2 separate regions of the Macaca mulatta genome follow, and region 2 is linked to region 1. A link is a contact called in public Hi-C data. All regions are on one chromosome and are shown on one strand. The core of a region is the stretch at or near the end of the contact, and the rest is flanking DNA. Distances in the headings are between cores, read along the strand shown.

Evidence for each region. A called contact is a pair of places that touch in the nucleus more often than the background predicts.
Region 2: a contact with region 1 is called in a Hi-C map of liver, with 4 times the contacts expected there. The contact joins the promoter of THBS3 here to the promoter of GBA1 in region 1. A contact is called at or near these places in 2 of 14 Hi-C or Micro-C datasets (CD4 T cells and liver).

The regions. Positions count from the first base shown.
Region 1 is chr1:111,741,820-111,747,691 of T2T-MMU8v2.0, reverse strand. It overlaps GBA1 (glucosylceramidase beta 1), which reads right to left and starts at 2,945. Exons shown (of 10, transcript XM_077943636.1): 1 at 2,823-2,945. It overlaps LOC144330977 (a long non-coding RNA gene), which reads left to right. Exons shown (of 2, transcript XR_013397731.1): 2 at 1,582-2,416. It overlaps ENTREP3 (endosomal transmembrane epsin interactor 3), which reads right to left. Exons shown (of 12, transcript XM_077943448.1): 12 at 5,781-5,872.
Region 2 is chr1:111,789,126-111,794,997 of T2T-MMU8v2.0, reverse strand. It overlaps THBS3 (thrombospondin 3), which reads right to left and starts at 2,533. Exons shown (of 23, transcript NM_001260514.1): 1 at 2,444-2,533; 2 at 870-1,076. The coding sequence starts at 2,522. LOC717595 (metaxin-1) reads left to right here and starts at 3,716. Exons shown (of 8, transcript XM_002808242.4): 1 at 3,716-4,003; 2 at 5,004-5,073; 3 at 5,210-5,289. The coding sequence starts at 3,716. It also overlaps the pseudogene LOC106996181.

The sequences.
Region 1 (5,872 bases), core at 1,696-4,195:
AAAAAAAAAAAAAAGAAGCTGAGGCAAGAGGATCCCTTAAGGCCTGGAGTTCATGACCAGCCTGACGAAAACAGGGAGACTCTGTCTTTACAAATATATATATTTTTGTAGAAATGGGGTCTCCATATGTTGCCCACCCTGGTCTCAAATTCCTTGACTCAAGCAATCTGCCTGCTTTGGCCTCCTAAAGTGCTAGGATTACAGGCGTGAGCCACAATGCTCGGCCAACCCCATCATTTTAAGAAGCTGAGGCAAGAGGGTCCCTTAAGGCCAGGAGTTCATGACCAACCTAACCAACACAGAGAGACTCCATCTTTACAAAAGATGGGAGTCTTTTTTTTTTTTTTTTTTTTTTTTGTAGGAATGGGGTCTCCATAGGTTGCCCATGCTGGTCTCAAATTCCCTGACTCAAGCAATCTGCCTGACTTGGCCTCCTAAAGTGCTGGGATTACAGGCATGAGCCACCTCTCCACTGGCCACATGCTTAAATCACCTCCTCCAAGAGGCCACACTCCATCTTGCCACTGCTGCCCTCTCTGCTTTGAACCTTTCTTCTTCCCCATCTTGAAAAAAAATGAGTAACTACTCTTCCTCATCATTAAAGCCTTAGCCTTACTATCACTGTTACCAGAACCATTTTCCTGACACCCCTGACCGGGTTAGGCGCCCCTACTATGCCCTCTCCGATTCACACATTCAACAAATATTAATTGGGTGTCTGCCATGTGCCAGTCACTGTTCTCAATTCTGGGATACAGCAGTGAATAAGATGATAAAGTCCCAGGTGGTTATGGAGTTTATGTTGTAGTGGGGGTGGTAGACAAAAACAAACAAACAAACAAAAAACCAGATAATTTCAGGTGATAGCTAAGAAGAAAAATAAAGTGGGCCAGACACGGTGGTTCACGCCTGTAATCCCAGCGCTTTGGGAGGCCGAGGTGGGCAGATCACTTGAGGTCAGGAGTTCAAGACCAGCTTGGACAACATGATGAAACCCTGTCTCTACTAAAAGTACAAAAATTAGCTGGGCCCGGTGGCGCCTGCCTGTATTGTTACTCAGGAGGCTGAGGCAGAATTGCTTGAATCCAGAAGGCGGAGGCTGCAGTGAGCCGTGATCACACCACTGCACTCCAGTCTAGGTGACAGAGCAAGACCCCTGTCTCAAAAAAAGAAAGAAAGAAAACAAAGAAAAATAAAGTGAAAGTGTAGAAAGTCCTGGAGCAATGTGAGTGAGACAGACAGCAGTAAAAAGAGACCTTGGAGAAGGAAGCTGGAGGCCAGATCATGTAGGTCTTGGTGGCCACAGTAATCTGAATTATGTTCTAAGATGGAAATTCACTGTAGAACTTGGTGCAGGAGAAGTGACAAGATCAGATGTGTATTTTTATTATTTTATTTATTTACTTGTTTTGAGACAGAGTCTCACTCTGTCACCCAGGCTGGAGTGCAGTGGCACCGTGATCTCGGCTCACTGCAACTTCCACTTCCCGGGTTCAAGTGATTCCCCTGCCTCAGCCTCCCAAGTAGCTGGGATTAAAGGCGCACACCACCATGCCCGGCTAATTTTTGTATTTTTGGTAGAGACGGGGTTTCACCATGATGGCCAGGCTTCTCTCGAACTCCTGACCTCAGGTCATCCACTTGCCTTAGCCTCCCAAAGTGCTGGGATTACAGGCTTGTGACACCGCACTTGGCCCAGATGTGTATTTTTAAATGATCACGTTAGCTGCTGCTTAGAAATCAGACCGTAGAAGGTGAGTGTGGAGGGATACCAGCATCCAATTACTCCTGCCATGGATTTGCCAGGGTTTTCATCCCTTCCTTCAGCACACCTCACTCTTCCCCACCACTTAGCCTAGTTAACACTTATTCTTTCAGAATTCAGCCCGGATGTAACTTTCTCTAAGAACCTCGCCCCAGGCGGCCCCAACCCCACACCTCCTGTAACACAAACTCTTGGCCTTCACATCTTTGTCACTACCACCCCTCTCGCCGCGCCTTTTTTGAGACAGTGTCTTGCTCTATCGCTCAGGCTGGTCTCGAAATCTGGGCCTCATGCGGTCCTCCCGACTTGGACTCCCGAGTAGCTCCTTTGTCGCTCTTATCACTGTTGTGATTAATTGTACAAATGGCTTAATGGCAGTTATGGCACCCAGTTCATCAAAAACAATGGCCTGATCGTCAGCAGGCAGGGTAGCGACCAGTCCATCCTGGCACCCATCTGCAGCTCCAGTGTGCATCCCAACCCCGGCGCTCGTAGCCGCGCTCCGTGAATGTTTGTCACATGTCTGAAGAATGCATGAATTATATAATCTTCTTCCCACTCCACCCCTCAAAAAGCAAGTGGATATAAGGACTTGAAGATTTTATAATCTCTTCTTCATTAGTAAAATTTGACCATCCTTACCGTTAAAAATAATAATGATGGTTGGCCGGGCGCGGTGGCTCACGCCTATAATCACAGCACTTTGGGAGGCCAAGGCGGGCGGATCACGAGGTCAGGAACTGGAGACCAGCCTGACCAACATGGTGAAACCCCGTCTCTACCAAAAGATACAAAAAAGTAGCCGTAGGTGGTGGGGGGTGCCTATAATCCCACGTACTTGGGAGGCTGAGGTAGGAGAATGGCTTGAACCCGGGAGGTGGAGGTTGCAGTGAGCCAAGAAGGCGCCGTTGCACTCCAGCCTGGGCGACACGGCGAGACTCCGTCAAAAAAAAAAAAAAAAAAAAAAAAAAATTAATAATAATGGTGAAAAAGGTTAAGTGGGAACGCAGGGAGGGGACAGCTAAGATCCAAAGGTCGAAATATTCATTACGCCTACCGTCGGCGAAGAGAAACAGCAGCCCCAACCGGAGGCAAAAGGAAATCCCACCACAGGCTGCAAAGGCGCGTGGGCGGGACTGGAGACTGGGGCCGCGCGCAGTAAAACGCGGAAGACAGAATGTAGCCCCACCACCCGCAGCCGCGACAAAAGCACCCCTGCGGAGGTGGGGCGGGGCCTCGCTTGGAAAAGAGACGGTCTCTCGTCCAGAGGCGGGACTCAGAGCCCTTTCACAAGTCTCATTGGTCAAGTTGAAGACGGACAACTCTCGCTGGCCAGCCGTAGCCCAGATGGGGCGCAAGCGTATTTGGAAAGGGAGAGGGCCCAGAACGCGAGAACTACACATGCGTGTCGGCGATTTCTTGCCTCCGTGGTGGATGGGGGCGATTGAATTCCCACAGCGAGTTCAGCCCACCGAAGTTCAGAGGATTCGTAACCTTCCTCTTTAGAGAGCCTCAGGTTAGGGAACTTCCAATGCCCAGAAGCTGCCCCGTGGGAATCCCAGTGTCCGCCGCCTTCTAATATTTCGTCCTGGCTGTGCCCCAGCCCTTCCTGAGGCTGGGTTGTTATGATGGTGAATTATTCAAGAAGTCTTGCAGCCTGACGCCATCTCTGGGCAGTGCTCCTGCATCCTCCCTGTCTTCCTTGTAGGGCACCACGTTGCTCCTAAAGCACAGGGTCCTGAAGCTGTTTACAAGGCCCCACCCTGCCACGTTAGTATCTTAACGAGTGTTTGTTGAGGACATACTGAGTGTTAGAGCCAGTGCAATGAGCAAGTCCCTGATCTTGGGACCTTAACATTCTATGGGACAACACTAATATATAAACAAAAAATAATGTTAGATAGTGATACATGCTCAAACCATGACTATGTGGCCAGGCGCGGTGGGTCACACCTGTAATCCCAGCACTTTGGGAGACCGAGGCAGGCAGATTACTTGAGGTCAGGAGTTTGAGACCAGCCTGGCCAACATGGTGAAACCCTATCTCTAGTAAAAATACAAAACTTGGCTGGGCGGGCGTGGGGACGGGTGCCTGTAATCCCAGCTACTCGGGAGGCTGAGTCAGGAGAATTGCTTGAACCCAGGAGGTGGAAGATTGCAGTGAACCCAAATCACACCACTGCACTCCAGCCTGGGTAACAGAGCAAGACCCTGTTTCAAAAAAAGACAAAACCGGCCGGGCGCGGTGGCTCAAGCCTGTAATCCCAGCACTTTGGGAGGCCGAGACGGGCGGATCACGAGGTCAGGAGATCGAGACCATCCTGGCTAACATGGTGAAACCCCGTCTCTACTAAAAAATACAAAAAATTAGCCGGGCGAGGCGGCGGGTGCCTGTAGTCCCAGCTACTCGGGAGGCTGAGGCAGGAGAATGGCGTGAACCCGGGAGGCGGAGCTTGCAGTGAGCTGAGATCCGGCCACTGCACTCCAGCCTGGGCGACAGAGTGAGACTCCGTCTCAAAAAAAAAAAAAAGACAAAACCAAACAAAAAAACATGGCCATGTGATAGAATGACTGGGATGGGGATTGGGTGCTTACTGAAATGGTAAGAATGGAGCTAAAACCTGACATTAGATGACAGCACCAGATATAGGGGCCGAAGGTTTCATGCTTGGAAAACAGCAGGTGCAAACATCCTTGTGCTGTGAGGAAATTTGGCTGGAATAGAAAGTGGACCAGACTGTAGCTGACCGTAGTCTCTGGGAGTTTGGAGATGATTCTAAATACAATGGGAAGCCATTAAATTGAGGCTGAGCCTTGATATGACATGCTTTATCATTTTGCTGAATGGAGAATGGATTGCTGGGAAAAGTGAAAGACTGATTCAGAGGTTGTGGAGAGGGGGTGGCTGGAGCTAGGTAGCTGGGGAGGTGGTGGGACATGGATGAATTCAGGATAGGATTGGTTGTGTTGGATATGGGAAAATAAGTCACCATGGTTCCTGAGCTTTTGGAATGTGCAAGTGGGTAATGGAGGTACCATTGAGATGGGAACAGTGGAAAAATAACAGATGCTGGGGTGGAATCAAGAGTTCAGTTGTGGCCATGTTGAATCTGAAATGCCCATTAGACATCCAAGCAGATATGCTGAGTTGGATGGTGCTCATGAGAGGTCAAGGCTGGAGTTATGCATTAACACATAGAAAGATGGTATTTAAAGCCATGGACCTTAATAGTAGGACCACCTACAGAAAGAGTGGAGGTAGGAAAGAGGGCTTAGGTGAGGGCCCTGGGGCCCTCCTATGTTAACCAGCTCAGCAGGAGAAAGTATAAAAGCCAGTATTTTGCTTTTCAAAGGGACAAATCCAAGAAGATGCTGATTATGGGTATTAATTGCTGCCTCGAGGTCAAGTGAGATGCAGGCAGAGAAATGGTCACTGGGTCTGACACCACTTTGGTCACTGGAAAGTTTGGTCAGAGCAGTGGCTGGGGAAAGATAGGGGAAGGAGTCTCATGGGGGTGGGTGAGGAGAGAATGGATGTTTAAGAGTGGAGGGAAGAAAAGGAAAACCTATTGCTGTTAAAAGGAGCAGAGTTACAATTAGTGGTTGGAAAGAGTGTCTTGAAAGTTTCTTTTTTCTTTTCTTTTCTTTTTTTTTTTTTTTTGAGACATGGTCTTGCTCTGTTGCCCAGGCTGTAGTGCAGTGGCTCAATCACAGCTTACTGCAGCCTGGACTTCCCAAGTTCAAGTGATCCTCTCACCTCAGCCTCCCGAGTAGTTGGGACTACAGGCATGTCCCACCATGCCTGGCTAATTTTTTCTGTTTTGTGTAGAGACGGAGACTCACTATGTTGCCCAGGCTGGTCTTGAATTCCTAGGCTCAAGTGATCCTCTTGCCTCGGCCTCCCAAAGTGCTGGGATTATAGGCATGAGCCACCATACCGAGCCCTGAAAGAGTTTTCTTAAATATGAGAGACACTAGAACAAATTTCACTGGTGATAAAGAATGATCAAGAAAAGAAGGGGAAAATTGAAATTTATTGAAGGCTCACATACTGTTCAGAGCTTTACAAACATTCTACCTTCACAATCTTTAATGGATCAGGAAATT
Region 2 (5,872 bases), core at 1,284-3,783, 48 kb before region 1:
GGTGGCGGCGCCTGTAGTCCCAGCTACTCGGGAGGCTGAGGCAGGAGAATGGCGTGAACCCGGGAGGCGGAGCTTGCAGTGAGCTGAGATCCGGCCACTGCACTCCAGCCTGGGCGGCAGAGCGAGACTCCGTCTCAAAAAAAAAAAAAAAAAAAAAGAAATTGGTTTAGAGGCCAGGCACAGTGACTCACACCTGTAATCCCAGCACTTTAGGGGGCCAAGGTGGGCAGATCACTTGAGGTCAGGAGTTCGAGAACAACCTGGTCAACATGGTGAAACCCTATTTCTACTAAAAATACAAAAGTTTGCCAGGCGTGGTGGTGGGCACCAGTCTCAGCTACTCAGGAGGCTAAGATAGAATCGCTTGAACCCAGGAGGTGGAGGTTGCAGTGAGCTGAGATTGTACCACTGCACTCCAGCCTAGGTAACAAAGCGAGACTCCGTTGGAAAAAATAATTGGTTTAGAGACAAATACTTTCTTAGTATTCATTGGTATCAGATGACTCTATCCTCTCCTATGGTGACAGCTGGTTCTGTGGCCACTGAACTGTTCCAGGGATCTGAAAGACCTTTCTATACCACCGCTGAGGCACAGAGACATGCCTCACCTCCCTCCAAGCATCCCCAAGTACAACCTCCCATCCCTACAAATATCAGGACTCAAGCCTCACCCTATTGTTTGGTACATGGCCTCTTAAAGCACCTTGTAAGCACCCCATACCAGGCGCCCCTGATGTCTGGGCACAGCCTGATGGGACCTTGGTCCCCAGTGAAGGCCAAGGAGAATGAGGAAGCACGTGTGAAGTAGGGATGAGGGATAATGCTTAAAAGAGGTCACCATTGCAGGAAAGGAGATGCCCACCAGTCACCTTTGTTGATCTTGCCTACAACAGAGGCCTCCAGCCATCGCGTGTTGTCTTGGCGAGAATAGAGGCCAAAGAGGACACCACCCTGCTTGGGGGGCAGGCGGAAGGTGGACAAGAGGTAGATGTCCCCAGCAGTGAGCAGGGCTGTCCGGATCTTCTCTGCCACAGCTACCATCTGCCGAGACTCGCCCACAGTCAGCAGGTCAATTACTGGTCAGGCAGGGGTTATCAAGGTTAGAGAATGGGATCAAATGCTAAGGTATGCCCTCCCCTGAGCCCACATCACCCCCTGTTCCCATCACCAGGCAGTGTTAATCACCTCAAAATTCAACCCTTGGCTGGGCGCAGTGGCTCGCACCTGTAATCCCAGCACTTTGGGAGGCTGAGGCAGGTGGATCGCCTAAGGTCAGGAGTTTGAGACCAGCCTGACCAACATGGTGAAACCCCATCTCTACTAAAAATACAAAAACAGCAACAAAAACTCGCCAGGAATGGTGGCGGGCGCCTGTAATCCCAGCTACTCAGGAGGCTGGGGCAGGAGACTCGCTTGAACCTGGGAGGCGGAGGTTGCAGTGAGCCGAGATCGCGCCACTGCACTCTAGCCTGGGCAACAAGAGTGAAACTCCGTCTCAAAAAAACAAAACAAAACAAAACCTCAACTCTTGTTGCTCTCAGAAGACAGAGCCACTGTGCCTTCCTTTCCCCATTATTGCCTATTACCACCTTCTGGGAACCTGCAGGTTTGAGGCTCACTTTGAAACACAAACAGCACCCCACAAATTTGAGATGCCCCCACCAGGTGGCGCAAAGGAGATGCTGTGCTGATCCCCCTCAGGAGTGGCACCTGGTTCCCACAACGCAGAAACGGGAGGCAGTTTCTCTTTCCATTCCTGGATTTGGCTCGTTCCACACCCTAGTTCCCCTCCTTCCATCCTAGGGGCACAGCACACTCGCTCTGGATAAGAACAGTTGCCCACTGAGGGCTCTGACCCTCCCACCATCTGGGCTATCTCCCACCGGAATGTAGGACCCAGCTCCTCTGCCTCCTGTGTCCTGGCCAATCTGTGGTTTTCCCTCCAGCCAGTAAAGAATCTATGCCTGTGTCATCTGCTCCAGCTACCTCTCCCACATCCATTGGCCCATCCCACCACCAGACCTCCGGGAGAGCCCAGGCTTCTTGGTCCCCACCCCCGCCCTATCCTTGGGCAGCCAAGAGCCCAGAGGGACGAAGCCCAGGGACCTACAGTATGCCCACCTTCAGGCTGCTCTCCCAGACCCCAGGGTGCCTACAGATGCTCAGGAACCACCCCAGCCAGGCAGCCTGAGCATCCAGTTCCTGAGTCCTCTGCCCTGGCCTCATGCCTGACCCTGGCCCGTTCCAACTCCCCCACTACTCTGTGGTGCCCACTCCTGTCCACCAGGCCATAATTTCACGAACCCTAGGCAGTCTAACGTTTTCCTCTGGCTCAATTTCTAGACTCTTCCCTCTCCCTTTGCCCACATGCTCTCTGCTACTTGGGTTGAGGGAAAATGGGGAAGACACAGAGAGCGGTCTAAGAGGATGGAGACAGGCTTACCCTGCAGGTCCTGACTGGCAGATGCGAAAGAGCAAAGGAGGAGAAGAGCCAGGGCCCCCCGAAGTTCCTGCGTCTCCATGCCTTTCAGCCGGCTCACTACCCCTGGCAGGCAGGCAGCTGGGAGGGGAAAAGGCTAGGCGGAGAGAGCAGGAGCCGGGGGGCGGAGGGACAGAGTTGGAGGGGGGGCCAGCAGGCGGGTGAGGGGGGGCTGAAACAAAGAGCTGCCAATCACCCTGGAGGCATCATCAGCTCTGGGAACCAGGGGCACTGGGAAAGAATCCTGGAGGCCTCCCTGCCTTCTACCTCTCCCTAATGATCCTCCCCCAGGTGCCTCCCTCTCCGCAGTCATCACATTGTTGGGGGTCTCCGCACACAGCACTACCGAATGCTACTGTTTTCTGGAAGCCACGATTGTGGAAGGCAAGAACCTCTGGCAGGGGCAGTGCTAGACAGTGGGCATTATTCCACAGCTGGCAGGAAAGGATGCCAAGGGAGTGGCCGAAACTCGCTTGCTATAGTGCCCAGGGATGCCCACATGGCATGAAGTTAGATGTTCTGGCGCAGCAAGTGCTCTTTATTAGGGTGAGGGTTCCCTGATACGTGCCTGTTTCTCCATTTTCCCTCATTCCTAGGAAAGCTTGGGAGTCTGGAAGCGTCTGAGGGGAACTGAAGGGAGAATCTAAAGCAGTGGTGAGGTCGGAGTGAAGAAACCAGGAAAGACGAAAGGGACACCAGGGACAGGCGTAGAAGACCAGGGGGACAGGCGAGGAGCCAAGGACCAGACTGTGGAACATTGTGGGTACTAGCGGACGGGCCGTGACCCGGATGAAGCAGAGGGGCGCCGGAGTTCCCGTTACCTAAGCAACAGCCTGCGAGCCGCTCTTCCCCTCCCCCACCCAAGCCCCAGCCCGGCCTTGCCTCCGGCCGCCGCCACCGCCCCTGTTTTGTTTCCATGGCGACAGGCGGCGCAGGGCCCGCTCCAAACATAACGCGCTGTGGAAAACATGCTGCTCGGGGGACCCCCCCGCAGTCCCCGCTCGGGCACGAGCCCCAAGGGGCCCCGGAGCAGTACAGGCCACGTGCAGTTTGGCAAGAGCCCTCAGACCTGGCCCAGGCGCACAAGACCCCGCTCTCCTGAGCCTGCCGCGCCTTCAGGGGCTCGGGGCTTCACTCAGCCGAGGCGCCGTGACTCGCCGAAGCGCGCCGGGCGGACAGCGCTGTCCCGCTAGCCCTGTCCCGCTAGCGCTGTCCCGCTACGTGGGCCACCTCTGGATGGGCCGGCGGCCGCCCTCCCCGGAGGCCCGCGGCCCAGTCCCCCGCAGTTCAGCTGCCAGTCGGACCAGAAGAAGCCTGGCCTCCCCGGGGACCTCCCCCGGCCCCCTGACCGCAACTACCGGAGGGGCGGTGGTGGGGGGCGGGTCCGTGCAGGGCAGGGCAGGCGCACACAAGGAAGTGTTTCCGGGACAGAGGGCGGGCAAGATGGCGGCGCCCATGGAGCTGTTCTGCTGGTCAGGGGGTTGGGGGCTGCCGTCAGTGGACCTGGACAGCCTTGCCGTGCTGGTGAGGGGTGGCGCTGGCGCACTCTGTTGTGCCCTGATGACTGGGGAGGGGGCCGAACTAGCCAGGCATCCAAACTTTGCCGGGCTACTCAGCACGGGCGCAGTGGGGGAAACTGAGGCAGTCAAAGACGTGGGCTCAATGCCCTATGCTGTAGATTTCTAGGCTTAATGCAGCAATGAAAATAAGCCTGGTTGGGAGTTCAGGTGATGGGTTCTAGTCCTTGCTTATCCACTCACTGGCTGTGTGACCTTGCAGAGATCCTTTCTCTTTGGGCGTTTTTTCTCCATTCGCAGGTTTACTAGGCAGGACTCTCTCAGGGACCCACTCTAGCTTGGAATTCCTGCCTTCTCCTCAGCCCCCTTTTCCTCTTCCTCCTCACTTAACAGCATTTACTGAGCCTATTGATTGTTGGACCAAACGACTCACAGCCAGGCTTTGTAGAAAGAGCTTAGCAATCAGACAGACTTCGTTTGCTTGATTTATTCATTGACTCCTTGCTTTAAAGAGCATCTATTAGATTTCTTCCAAATACTAAATATTGCCATGCAAAGATGAATAAAATATGTTCCCTCCCTTTGAGTTTACAGAAAGGCAGATAGGTAAGCAAATAAATATAGTAAAATATTCACGTATAAGTTAAAGTAGGAACAGATCATAGATACTGCCAAAGAGAAGGGCATGGTCAGTGCTTCCAAGAAGAGGGATACTGGTTAGGAAAAGCTTCTGAGGATAGATGTCCACCAGGTAGATGGCAAGGGAGGAGAAAGAGGAAAGGATTTTCCTGGCTGACCTGTAATCACGGACATGTCTATAATCTCTCTGAGCCCTGTGTTGCCCATTTGCAAATAGAAATGGTAGTGACTCCCCCTTTTTTTTTCAAGACTAAGATACTAAGTATAGGGAATGGCACATAAGGTATTCAATAAATGTTATTTCTCTTCTTGATACTGCTGTGGGGGCCACGGCCCTGCCTTTCTGACTTCTGCTTCCTTCCCTGCAGACCTATGCCAGATTTACTGGTGCACCACTGAAGGTACACAAGATCAGCAACCCCTGGCGGAGCCCTTCAGGTACCCAGTGTCCCTTGGGGGTAAGGAAGGGTATGTACAAGGGGAGAAGCAGGAGATAGGTAGGAATGTGTTGCAACTATGTATGAGTAGGCAGCTAAGGGTCTGGTTGGTAGGTGTACTTCTCTCTCAATATCAGGAACTCTGCCTGCCCTTCGGACCAGTCATGGAGAGGTCATCTCAGTTCCACACAAGATCATCACCCACCTTCGAAAAGAGGTAGGTAACTTGGATAGAGGGGGCTGCCAGTAAGACAAGTTCAGTCAATTCTGTACAATACACATTTATTGAGCACCAGATACATGCCATGCTAGATGGAGGTGACCCAGAGCATCAAGGAGCAACAGTCTGCTGGTGGAGACACACACAGTGTCACTGTGATGTATTCAAGCAGTCAGCAAGAGATGAAGCTCAGGGCACTGTGGGGATATCCAGAGACACAGTACATTCTGCCTGTCAGGCAGGGAGGGAGAGGAGCACAGGCTGAAGGAGAGTAGAAGACAGCAGTTGGCCTCTGATGGTGGCACTGGAGAGAGATTTCTAAGGGCCACTTCCCTGTTACCAGGGACTGGGTTGGGCTAGATACGGGGCTCAGGATGAACAAGGCTTACAGCCAGTTTGGAGAAGATGAAAGAGCATTACTAGAGGAGTGGGGAGGCCTAGGCTATGCTCTTTACTCTGCCATCGACTATGTGATCTTGGGCAGGCCACATAACCTGTCAGGGCTGGCACTCCCTTATTTGTAAAACTAGAGGGCTGGGCCAGCATGTTTTCCAAGGGTTCTTCTAGCATTGATGGTCAG